Linked DNA regions of Mus musculus: region 2 is linked to region 1. A link is a contact called in public Hi-C data. All regions are on one chromosome and are shown on one strand. Each heading gives the region's core, a stretch centred on a gene start, on an enhancer-like site or on the middle of the called end of the contact. The rest is flanking DNA. Distances are from core to core; before and after follow the strand shown. Region 1 overlaps Timp2 (tissue inhibitor of metalloproteinase 2). Region 2 overlaps Rbfox3 (RNA binding protein, fox-1 homolog (C. elegans) 3).

Evidence for each region. A called contact is a pair of places that touch in the nucleus more often than the background predicts.
Region 2: a contact with region 1 is called in a Hi-C map of myocytes, with 2.3 times the contacts expected there. The contact joins two enhancer-like sites. A contact is called at or near these places in 6 of 484 Hi-C or Micro-C datasets (cerebellum, cortical neurons, myocytes and 3 more) and 1 of 115 datasets of contacts at active chromatin or transcription factors (embryonic forebrain).

Annotation. Positions count from the first base shown.
Region 1 is chr11:118,324,638-118,330,502 of GRCm38.p6, forward strand. The region is part of intron 1 of Timp2 (tissue inhibitor of metalloproteinase 2); the gene reads right to left. Among named protein-coding and RNA genes, the nearest start is that of Cep295nl, 15 kb to the right of the region's middle. Within about 2 kb of position 3,119, at least 175 of the 459 cell types and tissues checked have an H3K27ac peak or open chromatin away from gene starts, as enhancers often do. A contact at or near this core is called in cerebellum and myocytes, where this site is marked.
Region 2 is chr11:118,726,243-118,732,107 of GRCm38.p6, forward strand. The region is part of intron 2 of Rbfox3 (RNA binding protein, fox-1 homolog (C. elegans) 3); the gene reads right to left. Among named protein-coding and RNA genes, the nearest start is that of Gm11750, 56 kb to the right of the region's middle. Within about 2 kb of position 3,394, at least 15 of the 459 cell types and tissues checked have an H3K27ac peak or open chromatin away from gene starts, as enhancers often do. A contact at or near this core is called in cerebellum and myocytes, where this site is marked.

The DNA of each region.
Region 1 (5,865 bases), core at 1,869-4,368:
AACATCTGGGTTTGCCATTGAAAGTGCTACACTGGCTGATGGATTCGCTGCCAGATGCTGGCTACTGGAATGCACAAGCGCTGACTTAATTCAAAGCACACACAACCGCAGAGCCCCTACCCCCATCCCTCTGGCTGAGGACACCGCATGATGTCACTTCCCCCTCCAGGAGCCTGCAAAAACAATCCCAGTGTACCCAGCAGAAGGGGATGGAAAAGACCTAGGTGGGTGTTGAGGTCACTGGTAATGAGCCAAAGATGATGGGCCATGTTTGCATTTGACAGTAACAACTGCCCAGGAACAACAACAGAGGCTGGGCTGTCCTGCTTCTGTCCTCTTTAGGAGGGAAGGTGCTAGAAACTCTAGGTGATGGCCATGGCTAAAGGCAACTGGAAGATTCAGAATACTCCACGGATAACAACTGTGGCAAAAGAGTCATGGTTCTCCCTCCGGAGGGGCTCCTGTCTGTCCCCTGGGTCACCAACACATGGTCTATTGAGCCCTGAAGACATGTTCATAAATCCAACAAGACTGTGTGTGTGTGTGTGTGTGTGTGTGGGTGTGTGTGTGGGTGTGTGTGTGTAGAGAGAAAGGGAGGAGGGAGAGAGAGAGAGAGAGAGAGAGAGAGAGAGAGAGAGAGAGAGAGAGAGAACACTAGGTAACTTTTACTAGCCTGGAATTCACTATGTAAACTAGGCTAGCCTTGAGGTCACAGAGATCTACCTGCTTCTGCCTCCCAAGTACAGGGATTAAAGACATGCACCACCACACCCAGCTTGTCAGCGACTTTAGATTTTGATAGTGTCCATTGTAACATCATTGTGGAAGTCCCTTGAGAATCTAAAGACACAACATGCCCAGAGTCCATTGGAGGGTCATAACCTGAAAGAAAGCTGCTTGCAAGAGTCTTCCTTGTTGGAGTCTGGAGTCTGTAACCCTCTTGTGGGCCCACCTGCTCTTGGGACAATCCCATAAGCCAACTGAATATTTAAGTCCTATGCACGGCTCCTACTCAGCTCCCTCTCTGGGGCGAGTTTCCCACAATGAGCCAGATAAACCTGTAGCTATCAACACCTGTCTTCTGAGGTTGAAAAGATTTACTCAGGATCACCAGAGGGTCACTACCTGGCCACTCGATCCTTCAGGATTCTGCTGTGACACGGGTCCAGCAAGGTCCTATAGAAAACCTGTCAGTTTAATTTGGCCAGCGATAGTTTTAAGGCTACTGGCATTAAGGTGGGGGAGATCCCTCAGGGAAAAACCTCCCTCATCCCATCGATACAAATAGATACAAATGGATACAAATGCAGTAACTTTAGGTCTAGCTACAGAAAGACCTCCCTAATCCCGTCATACAAATAGATACAAATGGATACAAATGCGGTAACTTTAGGCCCAGCTGCCGATATCTAACTAAAGTCAGCCACTCTACTTCTTTGTTTCTTGAGAGAGTTCTTGCCAGTCAATTTAGCCGGATTATATATATATATAAAATCTTTCTCCCAGAGTAAACAAAGGCTCTGGTGGCTTTCTCCAGTCTGTTCTGCTTGGGGATGAAGGGGTGGGGTGATAAGGTCTTGTCCTTTACATCCTCCATTCAGCTAGCAAAGTGCCAACGGCACCCATAACTAGACCCTGACTGAGGTGGCCCCTTGGGATCAGTTTCTTGTCCCTTTAGAGAGAGCATCACAATACACATAGCTGGTCAGCCAGGCTGCCTTTCCATTGAATTTGGATTAATTTGTCTTGAACTCTGAAAGTCAGCCTGGAGAAGAACTGGGCAATGCCCCAATTCTATACCCTCGGCTGGGGACGTAAGATCAGCCACACCGTCCTGGCTTTGTCCTGTGACAGCTGCCATCAGATGGTTACAGTGTTCAGGATGCTGTCCTTGAACTGCTGTGGGACCTGAGTTGGGCTGTGGAGGGCATGGGGACGACCACTTGGATGGACCTTTCTTGTTCCTTAGAATGGGACGACTTCACTGGCTGGAGGACCCACTGAAGATGGGGAATAGTGGTCAACAGAGGGGCTTTGTCCTGGAGCCCTAAAACCTGTTCTGGCTCCCAGGTCTTGAGGCAACACCTCAGCATGAGGATGTAGAGTTATAGGTGAGCAGCCAGGTGTCGCAAGGGATGAAAGGCAGGTTTGGTGCTCACAAGTCCTCAGGTACCAAGGATTCCAGCTCTACCTGCTGTCTCTGGCTTCATGGTGATCAACCTTCTCACTGTTGTGACCTCACGGTGACCTCTGCAGATTGCTGAGGTCGTCCACTGAACTCTACCCTGCCTTGTTTGCTCCACGCCCAGCCACTCTGGTTGGTGGGGGAAAAAAAAAAAAGACCTTCCCCAAATCCTTTTTCTCTCATTTCCCTAAAAAGGAAAAGGGGGCTGTCATTCAGTAATTAAAAACAGTCCTGTGCTGGTGAGCAGGATTCCACACTGCCTTCCTCTGTCAGCAGCTGAGACCAGCCAGCCCCTCCCACAGAAACTCCCAAATCCGATGATCTGTCCCTTCATAGGCAGCAACTGGGCTTTTGGGGAGTGTGAAGCCAAGCAGGACTCCAGCCTTGGGGAAGGGCCGAGCCTACTCAGGATGAGGTCAAGACCTGTTCATCTACAACAACCCAGGTCAAGGCGAGCCGATGGGTGTGGCTGAGGGTGAGGGAGGAGGGGGATGGGGTTCCAAAGCTCTGGCCAAGGGACTGCAGGACACTCAGCTCTGGGCCACACCACTCATGGACTGGTGCCTGGGAATGTGCCAGGCCTGCCTAGCAGCAGGCTCCCTGCCCACCGCTCAGATTCTAGCATGATCGCATGCACAGGAGGGCGGCTGTCCGCTAGATGCCCGTCTCCATGGAGACCAGCTTTCCCATCTCCATTTCCTGCCCATTCCTCTGGCTCTTCTCCGGGAGGGCGATGGCACATCTATATGAGCGAGCAGAAGCAAGCTACAAGCATTCTTGGCCCAGCCCTCCAGCTGCATCATGCCCCCCAGGACCCTGGCTCTATCCTTCTAGGCCTGGTGGAACCAAGCCCACGCCCTGCAACCCTTCCTTTACAGTGGCGGGCCAGCAGAATCTCATGCCAAGGCCTTAAGTGCGGCCCTTCCCATTCACGTGCCGCTGAATCATTTGAAAAACATCCATCCCGCTCGTGGGAGGGTTTGCTGAGAACAGTGTGGCTTTGTGGAGGAGGCTGCTGCTCCGCAGTTTCTATGCCAAGAAGCCAAGGGCCTCACGGGAGCCAAGCTCAGCCCTGTAAAATCCCGAAGCCGGGCAAGCCGGGCAGCATAGAGCAGGGCAGAGAAAGCCCAGAGAGATCCCCAAGGGCACTCTGCCGACCCCTGTAAACCATCTGTCTTCCCATAGCACTGAGGCAGGTTGGGGTCTTCACTTGGTGGCTGTGGATGGAAAGATGGATGGACGGATGGACAGACGGATGTCGGTCATCTTTCTTCGTTCGCTCCTTTCCCAGGAGCAGACCCTAGGATGACCAGACCTTTGGGCCTTTGCTTTAGTGCTTAGCACTGACAATCCTGGGCCTATAAATGGGACACTAAGGCATGGAGCTGTGAGCAGAGCCCATACACCATGTCTGAAGGGGCACTGCAGAATGTACGTTCTCATTCCCCAGCCCCTCATCAGTAGAGCCCCACCCCAAGCCACGGAGTACGGAAGGACATTCAGGATAGCCCTCAAGTGTCCAGCCAGATGGTCTAGGGCCCATAGCTTCCCCAGTCTGGATCCTCTGAAGACTGGTGAGAGGCCAGACCCTGTCTGGTTTTGGACTCTGATCTCTTGCTCTTATGTACTTGTTGGGGAGGGGGAACAATACAGGTTAGAGAGGGTCCCTGCCCCACTCCCAAACTCATGCCCCTTTTCTAAACGCATCCTCTCATTGATATGGAGTCCTGGGTGCTGCTGTTAGCATGTGCATGCACGGCTTGGTGCTTAGCATATGTACATGTGCTAGCCATGCAGGCAGTTAGGTAGGGAGAGGTGACTGAGCCAAGTGTGTCCCAGTGGATCATCCTAGTCACCACTGACTGGCTCAGCCAGTGTGGCAGTGAGCAGTGCAGGCACCTGCGTCTCTCACCTGGTGGACATCCCAGGCATGCCCCAACCTGTGGACAGTGACTGCTGCTGTCCTGCAAATCTGGGTAGACAGGGTGCCTGTCCAGCACACGGTCAGCCCCGGAGACTTTTCTGAGTACATGTACACTGGAGAAAATGCATGGGGCAGAGATGCGAGGATGGAGCTTGATGAAAAGGATTCTGGTGAGTGCAGCACGTAGTCGGAATAAAGGTTCTGCCCCCTGCCCCTGTGGGTACAGAGACACAAAGCCGGGAGAAGCTCTGGCATACACAGTGCTCTGAGGAGGTGCAGGGCAAGAGTGCTTCAGGAGGCGAAGGATAAAGGCAGCCTCCATGCCTGGACTCTTCTGCAACCAGACAGAGCTCTGTACAAACCCAGAAGCCTCACACTCGCCCTTAATACTCCATCTCAGTAGGCTAGGCCTGGAGTGTGAATATGGACTGCTCTAACCCTGGCCAGCAGTGCTATCTATGAGAACCAATGCCTCAGGATTTGAGTGGTGTCAAGCAGGAGTGTCCTCTGAACACCCTGTGGGAAGCCACATGTGCCGTTGCAGAGTGGCACTGACTACTGCTGGCCACCACGCATAAGTTTGGACAAACAACCAATGTGTACATATGCAGTAAAGTTTTTTGCAAAGACACTGCCTGGCCCGGGCATGATAATGAGGTTCTGTAAGGTACTGAGAGTATAACCAATCAGATGTGAGACATGCAAATGAGGTATGATAATGAGGCTCTGTGAGGTACAGAGAGAGAGAGTAGCCAATCAGATGAGGAACATGCAAATGAGGCTTAGTGCATAACCAATCCGGGTGTGAGACATGCCTCTCCTAGGCCTATAAAAGCAGCACCAGTTCTGGGCTCGGGGTCTTTCGCCTCTACAATCAAGCTCTCCCAATAAACGTGTGCAGAAGGATCCTGTTGCAGCGTCATTCTTCCTGGCCAGTCGAGCGCGCGTAAGAACACCCGTCAAGAATGCAGATGCCAGTGACAGAGATGGCTGAAGTTGGGCATGAGGGAGGAGACGGACTCTCAAGACTGGGGAGTCAGCGTGTTGACCCCTTGCCTGTCCCCTGAGTGACAGAGCCTTTACTCTTGTCACTGTGGTCCTTGAGGCTGATGGGTGAGGAGAGTGGAGGGTGCTGTGGAGGCTCCAGGTTACACACCCGAGGACTTTGCATTGCCACTCAGATGTCTCAGTGTAACCTAAAGGGTGAAATGGGGTCCACACTAACTCATGACCCTTTGCGGATAAGATGGGAAGGCAGTCATGACATCTCCTCAGGGAATCGCTGGAAGTCATTGTTTTAGCATGAGGAGATCCTAGGGGTTGGATTTACAACCTATACCACTGGCCTGAGCCAAGGCTAGCCCATCCCCCTTTAGCCTCGTATAGAGACAGGTGGGAGAGGGCAGGGTTTTTCCACATGCTCCCTGCCAAGGGACAGTGTAGGTGTTACTGTCCAGGCAGAGGTGACTCATCCTTCATCATGTCTCAGCACCCATCCCTACACCTACTTTTAGCTCAGTGTAGCTGAGGAGAAGCAATCCCTTACTCAGAACATGGGCCACAAATACCATTTTTGTAAATGGAAACAAAAACAATGTGCTGCGCCCTGGGAAGATGGGTCTGCTCATTGGGCTGTGGCTTCCAACTAAGTTGGGAGGCTCGGTTACACAACATGAGGTCCAGTTGTGACCGCATCTTTAGGCTGAGGGACGCCGCAACACCCACTCGACTCCTCTGGATGGAGGTGGTGCTGCAG
Region 2 (5,865 bases), core at 2,144-4,643, 400 kb after region 1:
AACACCTCAGGGGAAACACACACTTCCTTGGGTTCACATCACATATGGATCTGCCAGCCTCAGGTCACCACCTTCCACTAGGACAAGGATTCAGAAATGCATTCGTCTCTTGTCACTGAGGGATCGCCAGCCCTCTCACAAGATGGCAGGGTATATCTCCACCAGGCCCAGAGCCTATGAAAATCTTTTGTGAGTGGAAGGAGGGAGCAAATGCATGTGTGTGCATGTATGTGCATGTATGTGTGCTTGCTTGTGCATGCGCTTGTGGAAAGCCAGAGGGCAAAGTCGGGCATCTTCCTCTACTGACCTCCAGGTGAGTTTTGAGGTGAGGTTCAGTGCTTGCTGATTGGCTAGGCTGACTGACAGTGAGTTTCAGGGCTCACTGATTGGCTAAGGTGGCTGCCAAAGAGTCTCAGAGCTCACTGATTGGTTAGGCTGGCTTCCAGTGTCTCTGAAATCCCGGTCTCCAGCTCTAAGCGCTAAGTTACAAGCGCGGGCCACCAAGGCTGATTTCTATGAAAAGTGTCGTAGACCTGGGTCCTCATGCGTCTGCTACACACTGTGTCCACAGAATCAAAGTGGAGGAAAGGTGACGATATATAATATTAAATTACTCTATACTAGTGTCTGGTGGCACCAAGGTGTCTAAAATGGCCACGATTGACATGTCCACACTCCCAGCCTCCACAAGCACAAGAATTTTTGATCTCTTCCTCAGAAAGCGCAGCTTCTCCACCTATAGGACTGCAGATCCCGTTCATCCCAGCATCACAGGTCCGAGTAGTTGGGAAGGCAATGGGGGTGGGGGGCACCCCCTTGTGAGTGCACCAGGAAGAGGGAAGCCCTAAGGAATCCCTCAGTGAGGGGGTCACTGTTAAGTCAGAGGGTCTCCAGGACTCTCCTCAGAGCAAGCAGGTGGGGAGTGTCCTGGTGTGGAGCATTAGGGAGCTGGTGGTGGCTGGCAGGAGATCTCAGGGGACTATGCCTACTCCCTCTCGGGCAGGCAGGATGGGGCTGGGAGGGGGTCCACCAGGAGCTGTGTGGGCTCTAGGAGGCTGTTCCTCCTCCGCATTCTCTGTCTTGAGGCCCTTCGGGTCCAGGCTGGGTTGCTGAGGTAATGTAGCTATTTGCACAATGACCCCGACTTCTAGGATGGGTCTAGAAAACATTTACTAATTACTAATTACAGAACATCGATCTCTGCCTTGCCGGGCATAACCCTTGCCCTGCTGGAGCATTGGCAGTAATCTGGAAACTTCCTCACCATGGCACAGCCCACGAGGAGAGTGTGAAGGGGCCTGGAAGCCTGGGGTGGGGCTTAGGGGACCTTCTCAAGGCTGCCCGTGCCTCAGAAGGAGCCCTTAAGTCCAGGCCTACAGCCCAGTCCTGTGGAGCCTTCGGGGTGGGCGTGGGGGTGAGGGTAAGGGCTGGGATGGGGGTGAGACTGGAGTGGGGTGGGAGTGGGGGTGAGGGCTGGGTGGGGGTGAGAGTTGGGGTGAAGGTTATTTTTAACCTGAGGGAAGCATCTCGACCTAACCAATGTCCTCTCTCCCACTACTTTGGACTGCCACGCTCTCTACCATATGGTGACCTGCACAGAATGGCCCTGCCCACTTCCTGGAGCAGACAAATCTCCCATTAGGAGTACAGCTGCGTCTCTTCAGCCCCTCTGCCATGCAGCTCACTTGAAAAGGCTTTGTGTGGCCTGTGTCACACCTGTCCCAGTGGTCAGCAGTTCTATAGCAAGGCTGTAGCCTTTCTAGCTCTCCTCACAGCGGCTGTCCTAGGCCACACTGGTTCCCTGCCACCCTGCCACCCTGCCCTCAGCCCTTCAGGTTCAGCCCCCACAGTGCAGATCCACACAGCATTTTCCAGCCCCAGACTGGACATGGTTTCATGTTCCCAGAAAGCCATCCTATGTCACAAAACCAGATGCCCCTAGATTTTCCCTCTTGGGAAACACGAGTCTTTAAGGCCACAGGAATCTGCATCCTCTCAGATTCCTGGAAGTGACCTCCCTTTTCTTGGAAAGCCTCTCTGGCCCGCCTCTCCCCCGTCCATCTGCTCCTGTATTCAAACCCTGTCAGCTTGAGGCGCTCTGCTCTCTCTCGCAACCTGTGATAACCCCTTCCTTGGCCATGCCCTGACCTCATTTGTCATAATTTCCATTGGTCCTCCAATCCCCACACCTCTCCCCTTCTCAGCCCCACCCCCACCCGACTGTTCCAAGCACCACACCCCGCCCCAGGCTGCCCAGCCCTTCCCCAGCACGAGGGGCAGATCTTACAGCAGAAGGGTTTAATTGCATGTCAAAATTAAATCTCTTTTGATGAAGAACAATTCAACTACGGCTCTGCCTAATCAAATTAACAAAGTCTTTTTTGATTTTCAATTATCTTCTTCATAGGAACACTTTATCCGAGGCTCCTGCGATGGCACCCGACAGGCCACGCATTCTCAATGAGAGCTTCCTCCGGATGCACTGACCAGGGCCCAAGCTGCCTGCCCTGGACCAGCCAGAGGTCTGCAAAGAGCCTGGGCCTCCCAAAAGTAGAAGCGTTAGGGCTCTGAGGAGGGGTGGCGGGTGGGGGGTAGCAGATCCATCAGTGGGAAGAGAGAACCCAGTTGAGAGCTGCAGAGCCCCGCCGCAGCTTTCGGCAGAACCTATATCTCCAGCTCTGTCCATGTGCCAGGGCACCTGTCTCTCACCCCTGCCACGTTTTAGCACGCTTATTGAACATCTGTCTTTCACATCAACCGCTTAGGCTCTATGACTATCAGCGGGAATCTCTGCCTTGAGACCAGCAATATCCAGCTGGAGTATCATGCAAACTACACGTACAATCTTCATTTCCAGACGCCACATGGAAAGGAAAAAGGAACCTGGTGCCCTGGCTGTATGACTGTGAGCTCAGCACTCAGGAAGCTGAGACCGGAAGACCAAGAGTTCAAGGTCAGCGTGAGACCCTCTCAAAAAACAAACACAAAACAAAAAAAACAAACAACAAACACAGGTTCAAAACAATTCAGCCCTATGCACACCGTCGGTAAGGAAACCGGCCAGTCTCAAATGAGTCTGGGGAAGCGGTGTGTGTTTCCCCGGGAGTCTCAGTCCCTGCGGGGCTTGTGGTTGCCTCTGTGAGAGGGGCTGTGTTGCCCCTGTGAGGGGGGCTGTGTTTCCCCATGCACAGCCCAGTTGCTGAAAGGGAGTCTTAGTCACTGCGGGGCTTGTGGCTGCCACTGTGAGAGGGGCCGGCCGTCTAGGATAAGAGTGTGCTGGAGATTGAGAGGAGACGGTCTCTGGCTTCCAGTCCCTTCAGCTGTCACAGGGTTGGGGTGCCTGTGACATGAGTAAGCTGGAGGCATCATGTGGGTGCGGCCCAACACAGAAATGGATGTCTGGGGCAGCTGTGGGGGCGGGGCCTCCTTACAGAGCTCCTCCCCTTTCTTGCCTTCTAACAGCTTGGGTCTCCTGGCAATAAGAAGTCTCTCGCTCACTTCCTGTCCAGATTTCTCCGGATTTTACTTCTCCCTTCCTAGACTCCAAGGATCCCTCGCCTCTTCTTTCTTCTCTTCCTTTTTGCAGAGCTGAGGGTTGAACCCAGGGCACTAGGCATGCTGGGAAAGCACCCTGCCTCTGAGCTTTCCCCCTCCCCAGGTTAGCAGGTCATCTCTCCTCTTTGTGTCCCGTTTGGACTTTGTCAAGCAGTTTGTGAAGCTGTGGCCACCAAAGCACGTTCCCAAAGAGACCCAGCAAGATCCATCCCAGAAGGATTCCAGTCACACACAACAGGGGTCGACAAAACCAGAGACCTACCTGGGATTTTAAATATAGGTCCCTGGGTCATCTGGCCACATCTGGCTGCACAGATTTGGTTCTTTTGAGGCTGTGTGCTATATGCCATCATGAATGGGGACAGATGCTGGACAACAGGCCCACAGATACCCACTGCAGATAGAAAATAGTCACCTAGGTGATAAGCAGGCATTCTCTTGGGTCCAGGGGACAGACACTGAGAGGACTCAGCCTCCTGGGTGTATTAGTTATTGTTCTATCGCTGTGACAAAATACATGACCAAGGAAACTTATAAAAGAATGTTCATTTTGGCCTACCATGTCACAGGGCTAAAGTCAATAACAGGAAAGCAAAGGCCTGGATGGCAGCAGGAACAGCCAGCCACAGTGGAGGGCAGAGCATGCTGGGAATGATGTGAGTCCTTTCATACCTCGAACAAGCCTAGTCCCAGTACCTCACCCAGGGCCACACCCCCTAATCCTTCCCAAACAGTTCCACCAACTGGAGATCAACTATTCAAACATGATTCTCCGGAGGCCATTCTCATTCAAACTCACACACGGTGTCTGGTGTCTCGCTGATGTCACCAAGAAGCTTCATTCTGGTATGACATTGCTAAAGAGTTGGTCTCTCCCAAGAGCACACACAGGTCAGCTGGCACATGGATTTTCCACTACCCTGCTTCCTGCATGCCTCCAGCGGGAGCCGGGGCTGGGCCAGCATGGGCAGATGCTCCTGCTAAGCCACCTTCACACCTGCTCTGCTGGTCTTGGCATGGCATCCTTGCAAAGTCTTGTCAGAAACCTTGTCCTGGTGGTCTCTGGCAACACCTCTCCTACCTGAGTTTCCCCCAGACTCCTGCAACCCCCATGTTCCTGGGACGTTCCCCAGTAAGCACTGAGTTGTGAGTATTAGAAGCCCAGGCGGAAGTCTTCAGTATGAAGCTAAGCTCAGATTGAAGTGGGCTGATCTGAGTGGCTGGGGAAGCCACGCTGGCGAAGAGAGGCTTCACCATCCAGGCTGTGGTGCACATTTCTGAGTAACTCCATTGCTTTTCGTGTGCACACGGGGTTGCATGCTGTGTAGACTCCATGTCACGCACCTCAGCAGATCCCAGGCTCCCCCGTCTGCTTACTGTCTGCTTATTGTCCGCCATGGAGCAGATGTATCTTACAGTGGTGGCCCTGGGTCACAGAGCCCCCATCTCCTTTCCAACCCACCTTTTTGCCAAAGCCCTGGTTGCCCAGTTGAGAGAGCTGTTGTCCAGAAAGCTTAAATCACCTCAAAGGAAGGTGTAGAGACACCATTCCCTGTGCCCTCAGCCACCACAGTGCCAGGTGGAAGGAGCCCTTGGCAAACACACTATTTGATTAAAGGTTGAGACACCCCTTCCATTCCTAGCACCAAACCTCAGGCTTTCTTAACAAAGATTTAATCGCTGTTTTTTAAAATTTCATTGGTGAGAGGGGTCAGCAGGTCAAGGCTCTGTCACCAAGACTAACGACCTGTGTTTGAGCCTCAAAGCCCACATGGAAGAATAAGAGAACTAACCTCTGACTTCCACAGGTGTGCTCCAGCATGTGTGCCCGTCAAAGGGACACAGCTCCCTGGGGCACCCCTCTCCAGGTGGCTAGCTCCTTCCCAGCCCTGAAAGGTGTCTTGCATGGGACAGGGGACGGGGGCGGGGGGACGACGACTAGCATAGCAACTTAGTGTTTATGGGGACTTTTTTCAGGCATCCAGCAAGAAAATACAATTTGTGGTTAGAAAGTCATCATGAAAGTGAGCTAAAGTGAAACTCAGTCACCCAGGGGTGCTACAGACCCAGGGGCTCAGCCCCACCCTAATCTCCATCCTCCAGGGACACTCAAACTGCTCTGGGCCTCACCCTGAGTCCCAGCAGACAGAGAATGGCTTGTGAGTCAACTGTGGATCCTGGCATCCTCACTTCCTGTTCAGAAGTGGGACATCCTTCTTGTGTGGAGAGGTAGGGGAATGGAGGTCACACGAAGGTGGGGGGAACATCTCCTGTCAAGCACCTTGGATGACACCTCAGTCCACACCCAGA